Linked DNA regions of Mus musculus: all the other regions are linked to region 1. Evidence: chromatin contacts called from public Micro-C data. All regions are on one chromosome and are shown on one strand. The core of a region is the stretch at or near the end of the contact, and the rest is flanking DNA. Distances in the headings are between cores, read along the strand shown. Region 1 overlaps Stk32b (serine/threonine kinase 32B). Region 2 holds the start of Evc (EvC ciliary complex subunit 1). Region 3 overlaps Stk32b (serine/threonine kinase 32B).

The links. Hi-C and Micro-C count contacts between places; a contact is called where the count stands out from the background.
Region 2: a Micro-C map of muscle stem cells shows a contact between it and region 1, with 4 times the contacts expected there. The contact joins the promoter of Evc here to the enhancer-like site in region 1. A contact is called at or near these places in 1 of 39 promoter capture datasets (hippocampal neurons), 2 of 484 Hi-C or Micro-C datasets (cortical neurons and muscle stem cells) and 1 of 9 other capture datasets (liver).
Region 3: a Micro-C map of muscle stem cells shows a contact between it and region 1, with 5 times the contacts expected there. The contact joins two enhancer-like sites. A contact is called at or near these places in 3 of 484 Hi-C or Micro-C datasets (muscle stem cells, myocytes and nephron progenitors), 5 of 115 datasets of contacts at active chromatin or transcription factors (SST interneurons, differentiating embryonic stem cells, embryonic forebrain and 2 more) and 1 of 9 other capture datasets (pancreatic islet).

Annotation. Positions count from the first base shown.
Region 1 is chr5:37,509,780-37,513,948 of GRCm38.p6, forward strand. All of the region lies in intron 4 of Stk32b (serine/threonine kinase 32B), which reads right to left. Among named protein-coding and RNA genes, the nearest start is that of Evc2, 170 kb to the left of the region's middle. Within about 2 kb of position 2,017, at least 11 of the 459 cell types and tissues checked have an H3K27ac peak or open chromatin away from gene starts, as enhancers often do. A contact at or near this core is called in muscle stem cells, where this site is marked.
Region 2 is chr5:37,334,799-37,339,382 of GRCm38.p6, forward strand. Evc (EvC ciliary complex subunit 1) reads right to left here and starts at 2,083. Exons shown (of 21, transcript NM_021292.2): 1 at 1,837-2,083. The coding sequence starts at 1,995. It overlaps Evc2 (EvC ciliary complex subunit 2), which reads left to right and starts at 3,680. Exons shown (of 20, transcript NM_145920.3): 1 at 3,680-3,929. The coding sequence starts at 3,750.
Region 3 is chr5:37,697,532-37,701,869 of GRCm38.p6, forward strand. The region is part of intron 1 of Stk32b (serine/threonine kinase 32B); the gene reads right to left. Among named protein-coding and RNA genes, the nearest start is that of Stk32b, 17 kb to the right of the region's middle. Within about 2 kb of position 2,715, at least 15 of the 459 cell types and tissues checked have an H3K27ac peak or open chromatin away from gene starts, as enhancers often do. A contact at or near this core is called in muscle stem cells, where this site is marked.

The sequences.
Region 1 (4,169 bases), core at 767-3,266:
GACTGTCTTGGAAGCCACAGTGAGGCAGCTGTTCATGTGGGAGCCAACATGTGTGAACAAGGCCACAGGGCCAGGTCACGTAGGGGCCCCCAGGAGATGAAGTCTGCAGTCAGTACAGTTTTAAGATACAATGGCAGAATTTTGCTAAGCACCCTGAGAACTTGGGAGAAGACCCCAGGGTATACCCAACTGGCAGTTATGAGGCCCCAAGTTCAGGGTCTAGAAGAGATGGGCCTGCATTCTGGAATATAAGCACGGGTGATTGAAAATCTCCAAGTTAGTGGCCTTTACTTGTGGGGCTATATGACACCAGCCATGGGGGCCTGGGCATTGAAGTCTAGGCCTTGGCTTCCTCATCTGGAAAATGAGAAACAGCAGCTGCTGAAACTGTGGCTCCCAGGAGCCTTGGTCCAGTGTTCAGGGTGCCTTCCAGACCAAGAGCTGAAACAGGCAGGGACTGGGACTACAGGAGCCTTTTAAAGGTGCTTGGAAGAACTCCAGGGCAGGTTCTCCAGCTTTTAGAAAGTGAATTCAATTTTGTCGGGATGTGATTTTCTGGGAAGAGCATGGTTCAAGAGGTGGCGACATAGGGATGCCGGCAGAGCGGCTTGGGATTTAAGAGTGCTTTCTGGGCGGAGCCTCTTATCAGAGCTTCTTGTTCAGCCAGGTCCATTTCCTCTGTGTCTGTTTCTCACAGTGATTGTATCTCAGCTCTGGAGCATCACCCTGCTGATGCATGTCCAGAAAGGACAGGAGAAGGGTGGTGTCAACGGGGGTGGTTGTGATGGTATTTGCTGAGGACAAGCTCATCACTCTGAGCCAGGCAAGACGACACTCCAATGGAATGTATGCCTGAGAAGCTATCAAACCTGGGCTTGCCCTGAAATGAACCTTAACTCCTGCTCAGGAACATTGGAGAACATCAACCGTGCTTTCTTATTTTAAAAACAGCACAGATAGGTGGCCAAGGAGGGCAGGAGGCTGTTTCTGCCTCTTCTCTCTGCTGGGAATATTCTTAATACTCCATACTGGTGAGCTCAGGCAGTGATGGAGACAATCGAAAAGCCGAGAAGGGTTTTAATTTGCCTTTTCCTAATTGCTGAGGACATCCAACACTTTTTAAAGACTCTTTTTAAGTTCACTGTTCTACATACTAACTGGCTGGCAATCCTTAGGTCTGTCTCTGGGTCAGTGCTATCTGATTGGGTGAATGGTGAAGGGTTCTCAGTGGGAAACTTACATAGATGCTTTCTGATCTTTATTCTTACAACGAATCACTCTTTGAAACCCAGGATACTTTGTGTTTATCATTTCCCACATATCAAGTTGCATGTCTTTTAGACTATGACCCTATGGCTTCACAAAGTGCATCTGGGCCCCACTCTCCCCCCTTCCCTCTCATGGTTCTCTAGGGTCAACAGCCTTTGTAGGTTGATTCTGCTCTCTCTGCAAATCTAGTCTTAAAAATGAAAGAGTAACACCAAGACATGTATGCAAACTTTGAACATGTCGACTAAGAACAGTAAAGATAGGCACTAAGTATGCTGAGTGTGTGTGGAAAGCATCCGTGGCTGGCTTAGTGTGTAGAAGCAATTCTTTCAATGTACACAAGCTGTAGAGGGTGTAGTGCCTTACACATAGCACTAAGCCTTCCATGGCTGACCTCACTGTCCTCTTGTTCCATCCATGGTCAGGATCCACTTGAGGGTAGTGACTTCCTCAGCTATGCCAAGAGCAGCCACCACCTGTTGACACTAATTAGTTCAGCCCAAGAGCTTTGTCCAGCACTGGCTGGAGGTGAGCGGGGTGACTGAGGAAGGCGTACTTGCCTCCAAGCTTATCCCTAGCAATTCAAAGCTTTCAGAATGTGCAGATTAATCCAAGAATGTACTAGGACCAATGACTGCCCTCATGGATGAGGAGGACAAGTGTTTGTCTCTCTAGGCATAGAGAGGGAGGCACTTTGCTGTGAGCTTCCACAGATCCCATCCCAAGGTCAGGTTGCTTATTTCTATTTGTACTGAACATACTGAACTGAAGTGATCTGTGTCTGAGTCAGCCTGCTTCACCAGACCCAGAGCTCTTCAGGAGGAAGCCTCTACAGCAGCAGGCAAGCGACAGTGGGAAGTGGGTGGGTGGGTCTTTGCCAGGGGCCTTGCAACCACTGCTAGACAGCTGGAGCTGTGATTAATAGAAAGGTTTCACACTCAGGCACAGACCACTTCAGTCCAGAATGCTCAGTGCAAATCTCTATTCACACTGGCTCTGCATCCCATGGCCTTCTCCCTCAATCCTGTCCACCGTGACCTCATTCCCAACTCTCCCCTAGCTCAGATTCCATGGCTGAGGTCTAGTTTATCTCTTCCTAACTTTTAACTCTTTCCTGATCTCCCCATTAGAACCAAGACCCATTTAGAACCAGCTTCCTCACCCCCATCTCTCTCTCTCTCTCTCTCTCTCTCTCTCTCTCTCTCTCTCTCTCTCTCTCTCTTTCTCTCTCCTCCCCTCCCCTCCTCTCTCTCCTCCCCTCCCCTCCTCTCTCTCCTCCCCTCCCCTTCTCTCTCTCTCTTTCTCTCTCTCTCTCTCTCTCTCTCTCCTCTCCCCTCCTTCCCTCCCTCCCCTCCCCCCTCTCTGCTCAGCAAATGCTGCAGTCAGTCACCCTTCATCCCCTCCTCCTTTCCCTCATTAGTTCACAGCCAGTTGAACAACAGGTTCCCTTTCTTGCCCCGCAGAGCAGTGTTGCCTCTGGCATCCTGTGTGTCATCACAATACAGCAGCCATCCTCCACTCAAACCTTTCTCATTATTCACCTACTGAAGAAACCAGGAATGTCATGTGCCACTTAGGGAAGAGAGTTCTGAGCAGTGTTGCATATGATTGGGACTCTGAAAGCCTAGAAGAATGCACATGTCTGTACCTAGACTGTGGTTACTACTGATCTCAGGTATCCAATACAGCCTGAGGCTCCAAGGCAAGGCAGTGAGGCAGGTGGCTGAGCTGCAATACACTGGCAGGACGTTGTTTATCTAAACAGGAATGAAGATGTAGGAATACTAGGCAGAAGGAATTTTTCCTGTGGGGCCATCATGTATATTGTCTTTCCTACCTGGAATTATTATGTCAGACATGGGCAAACTTACAGAACCCACTACACACCTCCTAGTCCTGGTGACCTGGATCTGTCTCTCTGCATCTGCCTCCATCTGTCCCAGCCTGGGGTGAATCAGAGCTGAGCAGTTTCACCAGGGGCTTCAGTTTGCTGTACCCTTACCTGGGAAGGCTAGGCTCAAATATGCACAGATCGCTCCTTTCCCTAGGCTAATCCCCAGGTGGCTGTGGGTTAGCAGCATCAGGGGCTTCAGCTTTCCAGGCTAGTCACCACCTTCCATTCTGTAGGCAAGACAGACCTGCATTGTCTTCTAGGCCCAACAGGAAGTAATAAGCCTGCTCTATTCACAGGATGTTATGATTTGAATACCCCTCACCCCCCATCTCATGTTGAAAGGATTTGGAAGTCTTGACATGAGGTGAGGAGGGTGGTCTCCCTAGAGTTCAGGAGACCCAAGCCAATAGCTTGCTCAGCCTCCTCATGCACTTTTGTTGCATTGTGATGTAATACAAGCTTCTCATTAAATCACAGGGGTGTGGTGGCCAGCCCTGCTTTCTTTGGAAGCTGTGATTCGGCTTTTGAGGCCCTTGGACTCAGGGCCAGGGTCACTCAGTTTGACTGGCAAGAAGGAAGAGGGGGCATTTACCTCATGGCTCATGCGTGAATCCACATGGGTGATAGAGAAACAGATTGTCAGCTCAGGAGGACAGCATATAGACACCTCCAAAACCCCCACCTGTCCGTGGCTGACCACAGGATTCAGAGTGGTACCACAAAAGGGGGCTTTCTGCCCTAGGGAGCCTTGGCTTGCAAACAGAGCCTGTGTGGCACTCTCAATTTGAACTGATACCAAAAGGATTGCTATTTTTAGGCCCCAGATGCTGTCAGTTTTATCCACGAGGACATGCCGCTGAAATGTATGAGAGTTGCAGTCTTGGATGATCAGTGTTGGGAGTCACCTTTGGATTCTACCTAAAACCAACAAGCCCTAGGTCTCATAGTCTTTCCATGCTTCTGTTTCTTCATCTATAAAGTGGGCTAATCATTGTGTCTGCCTCCA
Region 2 (4,584 bases), core at 833-3,332, 170 kb before region 1:
CAGAGAGACAGAGCCAGTGACAGACAGACACACACACACACATACACAGAGAGAATTGCAGTTGTGCCTTGATGAACTTGTTGTGCACTTAATTAGTCAGGGTTATGATTCAGCATCAGAAGGGTACCCAGCCTTGTTCCTGACACTGACGAGAAGCTTCTTAGACAAAGTTTGTTTGAGAACAAACTTAAAGGAGGGAGCAAGCCTCTGAGGTCCCAGGAGACGGATGTGAGAGCAATTGGAAAGAGCTTGATGCAGACACAGACAGGCCTGGCCATGTCAGATGTTCAGGAAGCCCATGTGCCTGGACCAGGGTGGGTCTCTGGGCAGAAAGGACAGATGCTATAGCCCAAAATTCCGGGATGCTTCGTTTAGCAATTGCTGGCTGTGTTAGGGAATAATAATACACCCAGGGTCAGAAGCAATTTCTACTTCCACACTTAGAAGTGGCCAGGAGGTCAAGGGTCACAAGTGATTTAAGGACAAACTCTAACAAGAAGGGAAAAACCCCCAAACAAGCTGCAGAGGGCTGAGGAGACACAAGACAACAGCCAATTACAGTGTCCTCAGAGAGGAGAGAGAGAGTCTACTCACAAACTGGCAGTTTAGGATCAAAACGGAGGACTTGGGGGAAAAGAACTCTTGAACATGAAAACATAGAATGTGTATTCTCATAAGAATAAAACTGAAGAAAGTCTTCCAGAACACACACACACACACACTCTCTCTCTCTCTCTCTCTCTCTCTCTCTCTCTCTCTCTCTTTCTATCCAAGAGTTCAGGACTGCTCTCGTATCTGACTAGCACAAAGGGTTGTCCATGAAGAGGCTTGATAACGGAGAGAAAGAAGGATTGGCCAAGTCAATCCAGACATGTGTGAGTTCTTGAACGAAGTGAGAGACCAAGAAAAGTAATCCTCAACCAGACAGGTTTCTAGCTGGAGAAAGCCAATTCCCCTGCACAACAGAGGAAACCTGGAAGAAGTCAGAACTGCCTGAAGCCAGAGTTCCCAATGGGTCTTTCTACAATTGATCAGATGTCTGCTCCTCTGTGCCAGGAGTGTCCCTGAACATCCCAAGTCATTTACATAGTTGCCAGTTAGCGCATTACTTACACCCCCCAACGCCCCGCCCCGCATATGCTTGTTGTGTTGCTAGGCTGCTTAACCCTTTGCCTCACTTTCAGCATCTGTAAAATGGGCCACACATGGAGTTGATTCAAAAGCTGTTTGGAGAGTTCAGAGCCTAGGGCAGACAGAGCCTAGGGCGGAGAGCCAGGCTCAGTGCCTGGAACAGACATCTCTCAAGAAACTCTAGTCTCTTTCTACTCCATCACAGCACCCACCTTGTTGGGTTCTATCCAAATGCTAACTGGAAATATCTATCCTGCTCACCGTTGTGCATTCAAGGCCCCGGGCCAGTTTCATCTGACAGAAAGTCCTTAGCCCACTCCCAGAGGATGTTGTCTGGCAGCTCCAAAGCAAGAAAGAGGGAGTGGGCATTTGGGTGCACACACTAATCTTTCTCTGTCCCCATACTGATCTGGGGCGTAATTGCTGAGATCATGTCCAATCTTCTAACTAAACCAGTGGGCACTGTGGCATAGAAGGGCTTTTGGGCGACTATCTTTCTGTGGTCCCCGGGCCAATGCTCTCTGGCTACTCACTCTATCCCTCCTCCTCCTTCCTCAGAAAGCCCTGATGCTCCTGGAGCAAGAGGTTGCACGCAATCGCAATCGCAGTCAGGAGACGCAAAGCTGGGGGTTCAGGGAATGCAGCCCAGGACTCCGCGGGAAGAAGAGGAGGGCGCTCGATCCTCCCGGCTGCGCTGGAACCCACCTGGAGCCGTGCGCGCAAGTGGCTCGCGCGACAGCCAAGCCACAAGCCAAGGCCTAGGCCGAGAACGCCACCCAGTAGCACCGCGGGGACCAGCAGCGTCGGCGCCGCCTGCAGGGCTTCCCGGCCCAGCTGCAGCCGCGCATCTTTAGTGCAGGTCATGGAGGGCTCAGGCGGGTGACCCGCTGCATCCCGCCGCCGGCCAGGTCCGCGCCTCTGTACCCTTTCCCGCTGCACCCGAGCCGAGGGAGGAGCTTGGACCCGCCGCCCCAAACTTTCAGCCTTTCCGGGCCATCCCTACAGTGCACTGAGCATGCGCAGCCGGGGCGCGCCTTTCAGCCCGAGGACCCCACATGCAAGAGCAAAGGAGCACCCCTCCTCCCAGTCTCCGGAGCAAGCTACTCTTTTGTGATCACTGAGCGTTCAGGTTGCCCTGAGTCCTGAGCTGGCGGCCAGATTAACTCCAGCAGCACCTCAAGGTTGCTGTAGCCTGTCCAATCCGATTCCCGCGCCGCTCCTGGGGCAAGTCGTTCTTCCCTCCGGGATGCTCCGCACCCAACTGATTGAACACTTCTTTTAACCCTGCTTTCTCCCCGAGAAAAATTCTTCTTTATGAGCGAATGTTACATTCGGGCCCCTCTAGAATCCTGACGTCTCTTCATTTTATCCTTCATGGTTCCACGTGGGCAGATTGGGAGCCAGTACTTCAGCCTCTTCAAAGAAACTGTCAGGGGAAGTGTCTCATTCAAGATCTGACAGCTCAGAAGAAGATGGCAATGTCTGTCTGCTCACACCTGTGGCTTCAGGTCACACACCTGTTAAGAGGACCTTCCTGTCCTCGGGGTATCCCTGGGAACTGGAACATCTTCCTGGCAATAGCTTCATGCTGCAACGTAGTGTTGGTTGGATGCTCAGGCCTGACTTTAAAAAACGCACAAGGTCAGGTAGTGGCGTACAGCTGTTATCTCCCGGTCACTCAGGCTATTCAGGAGGCAAAGGCAGATCACCTGACTCATCTCAAAAGGGTGGAGGGTGGGGTGAGGGAAAGGATCCATTAAAAATCAACGCTGCTTATGTTTTGCCTCTAAAGTCACTTGTTAATACTGCCTTAACACTGCTCCAGGATGCCTGGCACTTCTCAAGGGTGCAGTACCTGATGTGAGAGGTTTAGTTAAGGACACTAAGGGCTGCAAACTCCTGGTCTTATCCAGGTCAGGTCAAGAAAGGGATGTGTCATTGAAGGTGTGGAGAGGCTGATACAAGGCTCTCCGGCAGCTGCCCAGCAGGACCGTTCACAGAAGACCCTGTCCCTGGATAAGGGACATCTCTAGAGCCCAGAAGGCAGACTACCCCTTCCCCAGCTCCTCCCTCTGGGCACTCAGGGGAGCCCTAACACCCCTTGGGGGAGCTTTCTGCCCCAGCTTACTCATTGGCCAAGTGATGGCTTCATTGTTGCTGGAGAGGCTGGGCAGGTCCAGCAAGATCCCCAGCCCGGATTCAGACAGTGGGTACTCTGCTGAGACTTCCCCCTGCTCCTTTTTCTGTGACCTTTCTAATGCTTCCCTGAGGTTTTTTAACCTCGCTGAGGTGGTCTGAGGAGAGTCGGGTTCAAACAGCGTCTCTGGGAATTCCTAGTGCTAAGACTGGGCTGAGATCTAGAGAGTCAGTGGGCATTAGTAGAGGCCCTTGTCACCCTTGGGGAAGAAGAGTAGCGGGGGTGATTTGGAGTGAGGCACAGCAAGCGAAGGAGCTGCGCAGCTCCCTCCTACGCAGCTTGCGGCCTCCAAACTCCAGATGCCAGCGTTCCAGAAAACTTTCCAGGCGGTTCGCACTGAGCATGCTCCGCGGCGGGGGCGGTCCCGGGGTCCGGAAGCTCCGCGACTCTGCGGGGCCTGTGTGGGGTCTGTAGCCACCAGATGGGGGCGACGGGCCCCACGGGCGCTGGGGGACGAGCCACGTGGGTGCTGGCTGGGAATATCCTGGCCGCTGCCCTGGTACTGGGCTCGGGTCCGCGTGCACTTCCACCATCCTTCCCTGCCCTGGGCCCAGGGTCACCATCTCGGCCCGGCCCAGCAGGACCCTGGGCAAGCTCGCAGGTAAGGAGAGCTGGAGCTTGTGTCTGTCTCCATCCTCTGAAAGAGTCCTGCCCTGTAGGGCACAAGATCAAGTGGAGGGAGAGGCTGAACTTTTTGCTTGGTGGTGCTTCTAGGTGCGTTCTGCACATACTTGTATCAACGGAACTCCAGAATCGGTGAAGCCTCACGCTTGGTAGCCATAGGCTTGTATGGGTTCGGATCCAGATTCGCACCCTAGCATTTCCATGTCTGAGGGCAAATCACTTTTTATGTCTTCCTTTCTCAGGCCACTGGGACCCAAGTCATCTGAAGCCACCGTATGCACATTAGTTAGGTTAGTTAATGTATGTAGGGGTGCTAATATGGTGAGAGAGCTGGGAAGACTGGGTAGCTTTGAACTGGCCTCCAGTCTACTGGCTGCAGTAGGCCACTGGCCCCGTTTGTAGTAGTTCTAGCATTGGAAAAGCACAGGGTTCCCAGTGCCCCATAAGCCCCCCTCTGCAAGTTAGCCCCCAGCCCTCCTGCCTTCTTCTCAGGATTGGCTTACATACGCTCCTCCCTGCATTCTGCTATCTCTTCGGCTTAGCCATCACTTACTTCTGGCTCTTGGCCACCCTTCCACTCGGTTCCACCCACCACTCTTAATTTGTATCTTATCTTCTGCTAGTCAGCCCAC
Region 3 (4,338 bases), core at 1,465-3,964, 190 kb after region 1:
CCACGACTTGGCTTCCCACTCCACTGACGCTCTTACCTCTGAAATTTTGCTTGGAAAATATTATCATAGCACAGGCTTAGAAGCCACCTGGGGATGCAGTGAATCCCTGTAGGAATATGGGCAGGTATGGCGCTCAAAACACAGTTCTCTCTCTCTCTCTCTCTCTCTCTCTCTCTCTCTCTCTCTCTCACACACACACACACACACACACACACACACACTATGTGCAGTCTTGGCAAAACTCAGGTTTGGCTAAACATCTGGGTAATGGAGTGTGCCATTGCTAAACGGTGCCTTCTGATTTACGCATAGGAAGAAACTGTGGTGTTAGCAGGCATGGAATGGCCAAGGAACACTATCGCATCCTCTCTTGTTTGGGTCACAGAAAAGGTAGCCTGGATTAGAGGCTCATGCCCGCATTTTCATTGGCACTCTTCTGTGTCAGCAAACAAGGTCACGTCCTGAATTAAGAGGGCCAGGGCTTGGCGAACCTTACTCACGGGACACATGCAGCCCATGACTCTGGCTATCCAGACTCTACTCCTTTGCCTTCAAGCTCTGTGTCTAACCCTCCTTAAAGCCTCCCCTATGGGCCTCCTTTCCCCCCAGGATCTGACAAGGAATTTAGCAACAGCAGGACTCCAGGATGCTCTGAGCTTGACTGGATGGACATCAGAGGGGTCCACTTGGAAGATGGTCCCTGTCCCTGGCTTCCCTGAACACAGCTTGGCCCTGCTGACAGGTGTGATGGCGACCCCTTACAGTAGTCAGAGGGCAGAATCTCCAGCATGTGTCTCCTAAGATATGGAAATGAGGGCCTAACATCCTATGGTAGGGATTGGCAGAAGCTGGGGGGTCCTATACCATCCTATGACATGGATTGGCAGCAGGTGGGGAGTCTTATACCATCTTGTGGCAGAGAGTGGCAGTAGCTGAGTTGAGGGCAAGGTCAAGCCACCACCTCACCTGACACTTGCTGCTTGAACTCTTGGCTTCAGACAGGAAGAACCCAATATATTCTCACTTCACCTACATTTTCCAGAGGAAAAAAGTGAGGCTCAGGGACAGTATACGGGTGACCCAAGTGATTCAGCTAATACATAGCAAAACAAGATTTGAGTCCAGACCGAAATCTGTTCTTACCCTCTCTAGCATGACTTTTAGTCACAAACTTAATCTAAGTAAACTTTACACAACATACTCTTCCCTGCTATAGAACTATCAGATATATGTGATTCACAAAGTACCATTGACAACTTCCTGCCCCCCCCCCCCATGTTACTAATGAGGAAGCTGTAGGTCAGAAAGGTAAAAAACGCTCAGGATTACCCAGTCAATAGATGTCAGGCTCAGATAGCTGGATCCAGGATCTATGTGCATAGCAAGCATGCCCACTGGGATGTTCCATGAAGGACAAGAGTTTTGGCACATCTCAGTTACACAAATACTCAAGACCTATTGGCCATGTCTAGACTGAGTCAGAGGGCAGATTATAGTGTTTTCAAAAGCTGATTCCAAGACCCACAACAGTAGTGCTGGGGAAAATGTGGAAGGTCACCTATCTTCAGAGACATGCCATCATTTAAGGTCACAGGTAAATGCCTAAGCGGGTTACACTCTGATAGCCTCTCCAGTGTGCCAGCCCCACTCAGCACCCCAGCCACTGCCCTGCTCTTCTGTGCTTTATTTACTTGCTGTTCTCCTCAAAAGATGTCCACCAAGGCGTACCAAGGCATTTACTGTCATTGGAGGAGGAGGAGGCTAACAAGCTGGTATAGTGTTTGCCATACAAGCATGAATGCCAGGTTTAGATTCCAGAACCCATATTTAAAAACAAACAAACAAAAAAAAAAACCTCAGGTGTGGTGGGATATACCCTTGCTACATTTGTCATTCTAGAGCAAGGGAGACAGGAGCAGGAGAACCCTTGAGGATTCCTGGAAAGTGAGCCCGCTCAGTGAACTCCAAGTTAAATGAGAGATTATCCAAAGGGGAGTGTGATTGAGGAAGACACCCATGGTGGTTTGAAGAAAAATGGCTCCCATGGGCTTATAGACTTACATGCCTGGTCATCAGGGTGTGGTACTACTATGATAGTGTTCACTTGATCTTTGGTTAATCTCTTCCCGGCTTACTTTCTTGGTCCCTTCCTGTTCCTCCTTCTACTTCCAATGCTCCCCCCATCCCCAGATCCTACATTTGAAACCATGAGAAATTAGTCTTAAGTCCAACTTATTTGACATTATTAATGATACATTTAATCCATTTTCCTGCCAATGATACGGTTTGTTTCTCCTTTGTGGTTTAGTAATTCTTTACAGTGCGTGCAGCGCACACTTCCTTTTGGCGTCCGCTCCCTGACAGGAGTCTGGGCTGACGTCATGCCTGAGCTGTCACGAGCAGAGCAGTGATAAACACGAGCAGGTGTCGCTGCTATATGCTGACTTTGATTCCTTTGGGGATGTGGCCAGGAGTTGGATCTGGGTCACATGGCACTTCTATTTTTAGGTTTTTTTGAAGCCGCACACCTGACTTCTGTAGTGGCTAGACTAATTTACATTCCTACCGCGCCTGTGTAAGGTTCCTTACCTCCCTCATCCTACAGCATTTGTTCTTTGTGGTTTTGGCAAGCACTGGGGATGAACTCAGAGCTTGATGTATGCTGGGCAGTTGCTCTAACCCTGAGCGACACTCCCAGTCCCACTATAGTTGCCTACATGGAAGCCGTCTGACTGGGGCTGACTGGAATTTCTCTGTGGTCTTTACTGGCATTACAGTGGCAACTGTAAAAGCTGACCTTTGTGTTCCGTGTGTTTATTGGCAATTTGTGTGTGGTTGGAAAACTATCTGCTTACGCTTCTCTGCTGATTGTCTCCAGGCTTTTTTGATGTTCAGATTTTAGTTCTCTTTTTTAACAGAACATTTTGTTACATCAGTTTCACATCAACCAACCAAAGATACCTAATGGTGTTGGCCATTTCCCAGCTGGCAGGAGTGTTTCCCAACGGCTCACAAGGTTTTGCTGAAACATTGCTTGACTTAGTTCATTCTCAGCCTGCGAATCAGTTATTCGGCCTGGGCATCTTGCAGTGGTTCTTCCTGTAGCACTTGGGTGGACATAGCCACGCCACGGTGCATGTGTGCTTGGCACCGAACCGCCTCGGCTGTCAGTCATTTTTTATGTGAGACTGGGTCCTTGCTGTTCCCTAATACACTACTTCAGCAGCCCTAATGGCATGTGAGCTTCTAGAAGCTCTTCCATCTCTGTCTCTCATCTCACCACGGAACACTGAGTTTACAGATGCAAGCCACTCCTCCAGGCTTTATAGGGGCAGTGAGTCCTCACCCCTGCCTACAAACCCTTTACCCCCTGAGCTGACTCTCACTCCCCTCTCCCAGTTTCCCAATACCTGGTTCTGTTTTAGCCATGCCTAGTTATTTTTTGTTTGGTTGGTTTTGGGTTGGGGAGGGGTTGTTCTTATCGTCGTTTCTCATCTGTTTGCTATTCTATTTTAGAGATTCTATCAAAAGAAGTTTTGTGTATTCACAAGCTCCTATGTAGAGTTTCACACACAGCCAGTCCTACAAGGCCAGAGGTCCTTACCTCACTCACACAGCAGTGCTGAACTTGAGATCTTTGCACTTTGTGTATATTAATCCTCTGTTAGATAAGTAGCTGAAAAATTACTTGGCCTGAAATTTCCTTTTCCAGACATAACTCCTGTCTACTTCCATGTTCTGTGTACCAAGAACACCGTTTTCATTATTCTCCCTCTGTATCTAGGCATTTGTGAGTGAGGTATGGTTCTTACTGGAAGCAAGTTGGATCTTGCTTTTAAAGCCACCCATCCTGTCTGCATCTTTTCATTTGAGTCACTAAGACCATTTACATCCAGGGTCATAATCTTATTGTTTTTCTAACGTTTGATTCTTTTCTGACTCGATTATCTACACTTCTGCTAAGACTTGTTTGCTTCTATACTCTTGTTACTGTGTTATCTTCCTCTTTTGTGCATGTAGAATTCCTCTAAATATCTTCTTTAATGTCAGGTTAGTGATCATAAACTCCTTTAGCTAATGTCCATCCTAGAAGGTCTTTATTTCTCCTTTAACTCTAAAAGACAGCTCTGCTGGGTAGAGTTAGAACTATGGCCAGGTGTCTTTCAGGGCTTGGAGCAAGCACATCATCTCATGAGCTCCTGGCTGGTGTGTTTTGGTTAAGAACTTTGCTGCTGTTCTGACAGGTTTGCCTCTGGAAGTGACTTTATATTTTTCTAACACAGCTTGCGATCCTCTATCTTTGTGCTGTTCACTTGGAGTCTTAACTCTAATGTGGTA